Linked DNA regions of Mus musculus: all the other regions are linked to region 1. A link is a contact called in public HiChIP or PLAC-seq and promoter capture Hi-C data. All regions are on one chromosome and are shown on one strand. The core of a region is the stretch at or near the end of the contact, and the rest is flanking DNA. Distances in the headings are between cores, read along the strand shown. Region 1 holds the start of Ipo9 (importin 9). Region 2 holds the start of 9230116N13Rik (RIKEN cDNA 9230116N13 gene). Region 3 holds the start of Tmem9 (transmembrane protein 9).

Evidence for each region. Promoter capture Hi-C pulls out the DNA fragments that hold promoters and counts their contacts. HiChIP or PLAC-seq counts read pairs in DNA pulled down with a chosen protein or histone mark.
Region 2: a contact with region 1 is called in a promoter capture Hi-C map of stem cell-derived epiblast-like cells, with 2.9 times the contacts expected there. The contact joins the promoter of 9230116N13Rik here to the promoter of Ipo9 in region 1. A contact is called at or near these places in 1 of 39 promoter capture datasets (stem cell-derived epiblast-like cells), 1 of 484 Hi-C or Micro-C datasets (CD4 T cells) and 1 of 115 datasets of contacts at active chromatin or transcription factors (bone marrow-derived macrophages).
Region 3: an H3K4me3 HiChIP or PLAC-seq map of the 230-238 cell line shows a contact between it and region 1, with 9 read pairs. The contact joins the promoter of Tmem9 here to the promoter of Ipo9 in region 1.

The regions. Positions count from the first base shown.
Region 1 is chr1:135,429,138-135,431,799 of GRCm38.p6, forward strand. It overlaps Ipo9 (importin 9), which reads right to left and starts at 1,354. Exons shown (of 24, transcript NM_153774.1): 1 at 1,131-1,354. The coding sequence starts at 1,293.
Region 2 is chr1:136,414,163-136,416,824 of GRCm38.p6, forward strand. 9230116N13Rik (RIKEN cDNA 9230116N13 gene) reads right to left here and starts at 1,357. Exons shown (of 3, transcript NR_024328.1): 1 at 687-1,357. Ddx59 (DEAD box helicase 59) reads left to right here and starts at 1,109. Exons shown (of 8, transcript NM_026500.3): 1 at 1,109-1,261; 2 at 2,420-2,662. The coding sequence starts at 2,431.
Region 3 is chr1:136,016,648-136,019,309 of GRCm38.p6, forward strand. It overlaps Tmem9 (transmembrane protein 9), which reads left to right and starts at 1,354. Exons shown (of 6, transcript NM_025439.3): 1 at 1,354-1,415; 2 at 1,859-1,960. The coding sequence starts at 1,895. It also overlaps a transcript of Igfn1 not described here.

The sequences.
Region 1 (2,662 bases), core at 104-2,603:
TAATGTTATAAAACTACACCTGGCCTTTCAAAATAGTCTCTAACCTATTAAATCCCAATAGTCCCAACAGAAGGAAACTTGCCTTCAATAGTTGGTCATATTAGAGGATATAAAAACTAAATTCAAGGGAGGTTCCCCCACCACATCCACTTCTTTTCAATAAAAAGTCCTGCAGGAGTATTAACTCAAGGCTTTGAGGGTGGTTGGTCAAATATGGAAACAATCTCCCATATTTCTGAGGAAGCCTAAGTTTAAGGAGCAGTGGAAATATTCCCTTGAGCTTGGGGATTCCGAGGATCTGGAATTCCGAATCAGGTACGTTTCTTACATAAAGACCAAGGAGACTTGACCCTTTTTTCTGTTCTTTGTGAAAACAGGCCCGCTGAAAGCCCACTAAACAGGAAATTAAAAGAAAACGTCAAGCTAATAGTTTCTTCTCTAACACGTTAAAGAACATAACGGGAGGATGAGAACAAAGAATCTAAAACAAAGGAAGATCGGTTCCTGTACATAGAAATGCACAGTAATTTAATAATTGCCATTAAGTCTTTAAAAAACAAAAAACAAACGGGAAGCATGGTCGGAAAGTGAAGCGTCGTATGCATCGGATTGAGTTGATTTCTAGGAAAACGTGATGTGTCTGAACAACCAGCCAGATTTAAAACTCTGATGCTGAAACTTGTTCGATGGTGGCCGCCTCCTTAAGGGCCTTACTTCTGGCTCTTCTCTAGCTCCCTTCCCTGATCCCACTACAACAGAGCTGGTGAAGAAAACGGCAAAAAGACCTTGTCTTGGGCTCAGAGATCATCTAGATTGCGCGACACCGCCAGCACCACGTCGAACTTCATTTCTGTCCTCGGCAGAACCCCGCCACTATCTATCTATCTTTTCAAGTCTTCCCCCACCCCATCCCCGCTAAGGCTCCACCTCCCCCGACCCTTTCCTTTCAGACGCGCCACCCTTCTTCTAGGACTTTCCCAGCCACCAGCGGCACCCCCACCCCCACGTTTCCTAATCCACTCCTGACGCCCACCTCTCCGCTGGCTCAAGATCCCCAAATCCCTACGGTCAGCGGACTGTGCGGCCGGCCCTGGTCCGAACCATCCTCGTGACGGTCCCGCCTCACTCACCCTCTGTCACCTCCAGCACCTTAATCTGCTCCTCTGCAGCCGCCCGCACCTCCTGCACCGGGGACAGGATTCCGGTGAGGGTATCCACCAACGCCTCCTTCAATCCCTGTGCCACTGGACCCGGCAGCCCAGAAGCCGCACCAGCTGCCGCCGCTGCCGCCATCTTTCCTCCCCTCAGCCCGCCAGCCCCGCGGCCGGGACCCGCCACCGAATGACGGCTCCCGCGTACGGCCAATCCGCGAAGCCGCGCCTGCGCACCTAAGTACGCGGGAGCGGGCGGGGGGCGGGGATAGAGCGCAGCCTCGGGAGACAGCGCCTTCTGCTGCCGGAACCGAACCGCGATTCGCGGGCCAGGAAAGCTTTGGGCGTCTATGCACACACAGAATTCTCATAACGGTTTGTAGTCCTGAAGTCGCACGCGCTGTTAGAAAACGCGCTTGGAATAAAGGCGCGTAACCTTTGATGGCAAGGCCCTGATGGCAAGGGAGCAAGAAAGCTAATCCCGAGGGCGTGAGCACAGAAGGCCCTGCACCTTGTCTGCTGTGGATTGTAGTGGGATTGTAGATGCCCTCCCTCGCCTCGCCCATCACCGCTCTCTACCTGCATGATTCTAGGCCCAGATTTAAGATGAGTTAGGACAGAGGTCGGGCCTTAAGGAAGGGGGTCAGAATAGCATCTTTTTAAAACTAACACCCCTCCCCTCAACTAAAAACAGCAGTTATTCAGTTGGCTCCGTTTACAGTTTAGCTTTAGAGATCCTAAGATGCTGGGGAGCGGACAGGGAAAAGGAGACACGCAGAAAAACTGAAGTGAAATTGGCAGTGGGGAGTGGTTGCTTTAGAAAAATCCAGTCTTCTAGCTTTTTAGCTTAGATGAACCCAATGTCAAAAAGGGCTGTCCAGGGGAGACTACCTACAGGCGAAGGAGCATTTTTCTAGAATGATTTTTTTAAAAAAAATATTATCTACCTATTTGTCGTTATCTTGTTTTGAGACAAGGTCATATGTGGCCCAGACTAGCCTCAAACTTGCTCTGTAGCCCACACTGGCCTTGAACTCCCTTATCTTGATCTTTCTGTTTTCACCTCCCCCATTGCAGAGATTGCAGGTATGTGCCACCACACATGGCTCTAGAGTGATTCTATGAGTGTGACTACTATGAGTGAATCCTGCAAATATATAGCATTACTTAATTTTTTAAAAAGTGTTGGGGGAGGCCGGATGAAAGACACCCAAGCACCTGCCGTGGCTACCACTACGATGGATGAATGTGTGATGGGGAGATGGGAAAGATGGGGAGTGTGGTGGAGATGGAGGAGGAAACCAAGCTGAAGGGTTCATATACTGTGGAGAAAGGTGGAACTAGGGACTTGAAGGCAGTGAAGAATAGGGGGATATGAGGAGGCCATGCTGAGGTCCTGGCTCCAGCTGCCCCCAAGGGCCATGTCTGGGTTCCTGGTCCTGCTGCAGCTGGAGTTGCAGTCTGTGTCAATGTCTGGCACCTGAATTAGCATCAAAGGCAAAGTGGATGTC
Region 2 (2,662 bases), core at 107-2,606, 990 kb after region 1:
AATGCACACATTTACTGTATGTCCTATAGACAAAGGATGTAACGTGATCCCATATTCACATGTGTTATGAAACTAAGTACAGTCTTGACAGGAACAGTATCCCATTTATCTGACCAGTAAAGTTAATTTCTATAGTACATTTCAGTGAATCATAGAAAAAAAAGTTAATAGAGGAAATACTGGGGCTGGAGAGGTGGCTCAGCGGTTAGGAGCACTGACTGCTCTTCCAGAGGTCCTGAGTCCAAATCCCAGCAACCACATGGTGTCTCACAACCATCTGTAATGAGATCTGACGCCCTCTTCTGGTGTGTCTGAAGACTGCTACAGTGCACTCATATAAATAAAATAAATCTTTTTTTTAAAGCAAATACTGGAAGGCTACACATACATAAATATATATGGTATGCATTATTTTTATAACGCTCAAAAGGTAAACAAAACATTGTCAGCCAAATGTATCTACCAAAAATGGCAAGCTGAACACACACCCACACACCATAACGAAGCAAGTAGAATCCGATACAGAAATGCTTTAGCGTTTATTAATTTACTAATGCCAACATAAAAGTCAGAGTTTTGTTTTATTAGTATTTTCACACTTAACGTAGCTGGTAAATTAATTTTGTATGCATCAAATATTGGGTCGAAATGTATCTTTCAAAAAAAAATAACACCCAAAACCTCACCTCTATTTCCCTGCTTCTCCTGTCCAACTTCCTCCCCACCCCAACAGAAGTGCAAGTCCTGGGACCTGTCAGGCTGTTCCAGAAGTTGGCAAAGTGAAGGCCACCCGTTGGAACTAGGGAGACTTTGAAGGTTGGTTTTAGTTTTGGTTTACACAGCGCGGGGCGGAGTGCTGCATCTATGAATATTTGGCATATTAACTACGCCATATCAAGTTGCTCGGATTCTCGAGTTATTCTCAGTATCTGACAGGAGGTTTTCCTGGCCCACTCAAACTTCCCACTTTCTAAGCGTGGAGGGCCCCGCCCTTCCTGGCAATCCTTTCTCACCAGCCTACTCCATGCTAGAGCCTTCCAAAAGGATTCCCACATCTGCCCGCTACCCTGTGCACCGCCCTCCGCAGCGCGTCACCGCGAGGGCGTGGCCAGATGAAGCTCCGCCTCCCGCTGTGCGCAGGCGCGGGGCCCTCAAACCCTGGCTGGGATTGCGGAGCTTCCCGGCTACTCGGCCGGAAACTCGGCCCTGCGCCTGGACCGGAGCGGCCCGAGCGGGAACGGACGCGGCCCGGTCCGCGCGGGTGAGCGTGCGCCGCCCTGGCAGCTCGGGCCTCGGGCCTCCGGCTCCCGCTCCTGTGCTCCGGCGTAACCTGCGTGCTGGACGGCGGCTGCGGACTAAGTCACGCCGCTCGCCGGGGTCCTCGTGACGTGCGCGTGCCTGGAGCGCGGGCCCGCGGGCGGGTGGGGAGGGCGGGAATGCGCGGGATGCGGGCGTTGCCTGGAGCCGGAGGAGGAGGTTGTCGGCTCTGCCGCCCCGAGCGCCCCACCCATTCCCGCTCCTCAGAAGCTTCAGGCGGTTTGGGTGCCATGTTTTTTGTTGGTTTTTTTTTTTTTTAATAGAAAATGGGTACTAGCGATTTCTTAAGTTTTGTTTTGTTTTTGAGAAAATTAAGTTTATTTCATGGTCCCAAAATGTTAAACATTCTTTCCCCAATCACTAATTTGTTCTCCAGAGCAGGAATACTTGGTTTCTAACACTTAGGAATTGTTATTTGAATAAATAAACTTAATTCCTAGGTGGCTGGAGTTTTCATCTGCTTCTGTGTGTGTGTATATATCAGTGTTTTTCTTTGGAATGTGGAACTCAGACTCTCACTTGCTAGCAAAGCACTCTACCACTGAAGTACATTCCCAATCATTCAATATACATGTATCGATTATGCTACCTGATATGTATATCATGTAAATATATACATATATGAACTTAGGGTTGCAGTGACCTACTTTCCCAGGTTGTGAAGATTAGCAAAAAACGACGGAGAATGAGCACTCTTATGTATATAAATATAATTGCATTTTCCCCTTTTGAACTGTTGTTTTGATTTTTTTAAGATTCTTAATTGTGAAGTATCTTCTTGTGTGAAAATGCAATTGAAGGATATGCTGTAGAATTTCTATAATACCTGCTCCATAATAGTACAAGTGATGGGTCAACAGAAACAGGTGGCGTGCACAGCAAGGTTGTGGGGAACCGTAGGCAGTGTTTCATAGGGCAGTGTCTGAGGAAAAAGACTGTATCCCTTCCCCCAGAGGAAATTGATAAGTGGAAGTTGGCTTAAGTAGGGACATGACGGCTTCACTATTGCCCTGAGTAAAATTCTCTGACACAACATCGTATGGGCTAACATGGGAGCTTAATTGAGGGTAAAATATATCTCATGGTGCAATTTCCTCAACAGAATGTTGAAGAATGTTTGTTCCAAGATCTTTGAAAATCAAGAGGAGTTCTAATGATGACCTCAAAAGCGGTGAAGCTAAAAAAAGCAAGCCAGAAGCAGGAGGCCTTCAGGTGGAGGGAGACAGAGATACTCCGGTCCACACATCAGTCACTGAGGAAGCTGTCACAGCAGACAAGCCCGGCCATGCATCAAGCACCAACAGTCCTTCTTGCCAGTTGGCTGAGGTTTCTTCCACAGGACCTG
Region 3 (2,662 bases), core at 104-2,603, 590 kb after region 1:
TTCTGCTTGCCTTGTGGAACTGAGAAACTGCTAGATCCTTGGGCTTCCATTCACAACTGCTGCTGACCACTGTTGGGCAGTTGGACTACAGACTGTAAGTCATCAACAAATTTGCTTAGTATATAGAGACTACCCATAAGTTCTGTGACTCTAGAGAACCCTGACTAAAACAACCATTGTTTTTTGGTTTTTGTTTTTGTAATAAATATCAAGTTATACAAGAGCAGAGATGGGGCTGAAGAGATGGCTTAGTGGTTACGTGTACTGACTGCTCTTCCAAAGGTCCTGAGTTCAATTCTCAGCAACCATATGGTGGATCACAACCATCTGCAATGTGATCTGACACCCTCTTCTGGTGTGTCTGAAGACAACTACAGTGTACTCATATACATAAAATATAAATAAATCTTAAAAACAACAACAAAAAAAGAGAACAGAGACAAGGCTAGCCTCCCCCTCCCCCAGGCAGCTTCAGTGTCTTATATAGTACCCACCACAAATAGTGCTCAGATAATATGTCTAAGGAGGAAAACTCTTTTGTGACACATGACTTTCTATACTAAATTTCATTCTGGCCATATGACTATTCTTCTTTCCAGGAGCCCCAACCCATCAAAGCTGTAGGGACCCTTAGCTAAGGAAACTGGTACCCAGAGAGGGAATGCATGTTTTCTAGGGTAACACAGGAGCTTAGTTCGATGCACTTGAGGCCAAAGCTCAAGTGTCCTCACTGCAGTGGCCCCTGGACTCAGGTGACTCCAGTTTCCTTCACTGCTGCTAAGAAGTTCACATCTGTCCCTCTGCAGCCTGTAACCTCCTCCTAGTCCCAGACTGGCCTAGTACACCTTGTTTCAATTTGCCAGGCCTTCAGAACCAGTGCAGGCTAAGGAGGCACAGCTCCCTCCAGCCCACGCCTATTACTAATCCTGTCTTGCCCTCTTTGGCATATGTCTTTGTGTGTAGGAATAGAGCCTGGGCCCTTGAGTTCCTTGTTAAAAAACAAAACAAAACAAAACAAAAATGTGTCTCTATAATAATATTTTCAGACTATGAATAAGCACAATGGTCCTTGATCTTGTTCTAAAATCATTACTAGTTTCATTTCTAAAATGCTTTCTCTGAAACAGTAAGATAGTATAAGGCGAGGACAAACAAAGCACTCTAGGAGGAGTTGAACGGACCCACAGGGCTAGAGCTTCAGTTTTCAGTAGGAAAGGCAGACATTCCCTTTTCTTGCTAAATCCTGGTAGAGAAATGCGTGCCTCTCCCTAGATTGTAAGCCTCCGGGACCAAGAGAAGGTGGGTCTTGTTGTCTTGGCAACTAGCGAGGTTGGGCTGAGCGGCGACTGTAGCAGCCAATAGATGCTGAAGGGGTGGAGCCTGCTGATCAGTGGCGGCTGCGGCTGAGCTTGCAGGTTGGTAGACTCGGCATTGGGGGAGGGGTACGGGGGTCGCAGGGACACTGGGGGTTCACAGCCACCCCAAATCCTTAGGCAGGGTGTGCAGTACTCTTGGCGGTCGGAATCGGGGCTTCTGGTTGGGCCTGAGCGGCGCCACCAGGGCGGTGGAGGCAGAGATGGCGGAGGGCGGTGGGAGGAGAGGTGAGGGTCGGAACGCGGCCTGGTGACAGGATCTGGGGGCTCCGGGCGGCTGTAACCTCAGAAAACTCCCTCTGCTAGTGCACAGATAGCTTTTGAGAGCTGGGCTTGGTGAGGAGAGGGAAAGGTTTAGAAGGCCAGGAATCCTGGAACTCAGCCCTCTTCCCTCGTCTGGCAAAGCTGAAAAGGGGCCGAGGGTGCTGCCTCTGTTGTGACCACTATCCCTTTTTCCGACTCCATGTTTCTTTTTATCCCCCCAGGCATCTAGTCTTGCTGGCTCAGCAAGCCCGATAAGCATGAAGCTGCTGTGTTTGGTGGCTGTGGTGGGGTGCTTGCTGGTGCCCCCAGCTCAAGCCAACAAGGTGAGGGAAGTGGGCCAGCGGCACCTTGTTCCTGGGCTGCCGCCGAGGTAGCCGAAACGCCACCCTGACCCCTCCCCCACCCGAGAACCCTACTTGGGGGCGGGGACCTTACCTGGGACAAGCTGCTGGCCTTCCTAAGGGTGTAGGGAGCACGGGGTTCAGAGCCTACCGCACAGGGTCCGGACCAAACTAGCCCTAGGTAGACTTCTCCGCAAGCAAGAAAGTTTAAGAAAAGTTACCCAAGTTCTCTGTATCTTCCTTTGCCCCAAGTAAAAACAGCTGTGGTCGAATCTCCTGCTCAATTTGATAGTCAAATCATGTAATGTTGTAAAATGCTCTGAGTGTAAAGGCATGCACAGATGGGAGCTTTTTGGCTTCAAAGCTAACCCAGCTGCACTGTGGACTCCAGAGGCTGCTCTCATTCCTTCCGGGTGGGAGACCCGCAGCTAGGTTTAGATGATGTACGCGGCTCTAGGCTGTCCGCTTTCGATTCTGACTCTCCCTGAGACACTGAAATAACATTGAGTATTAGGGCTTGCGTGCTTCTTTGCTCTTCAAGGAATTCCTGACGGGAGTCTTCCCGTGATAATGTCCCAGTTTTCTTTATTCATCCCTTTCCCCTTTCTAACCTAAGGAGTTAAGACAGAATTGAAGGGGAATCTGGCCACCTAGCTCACCAGACACAATTGTAGGCCCCAGGGT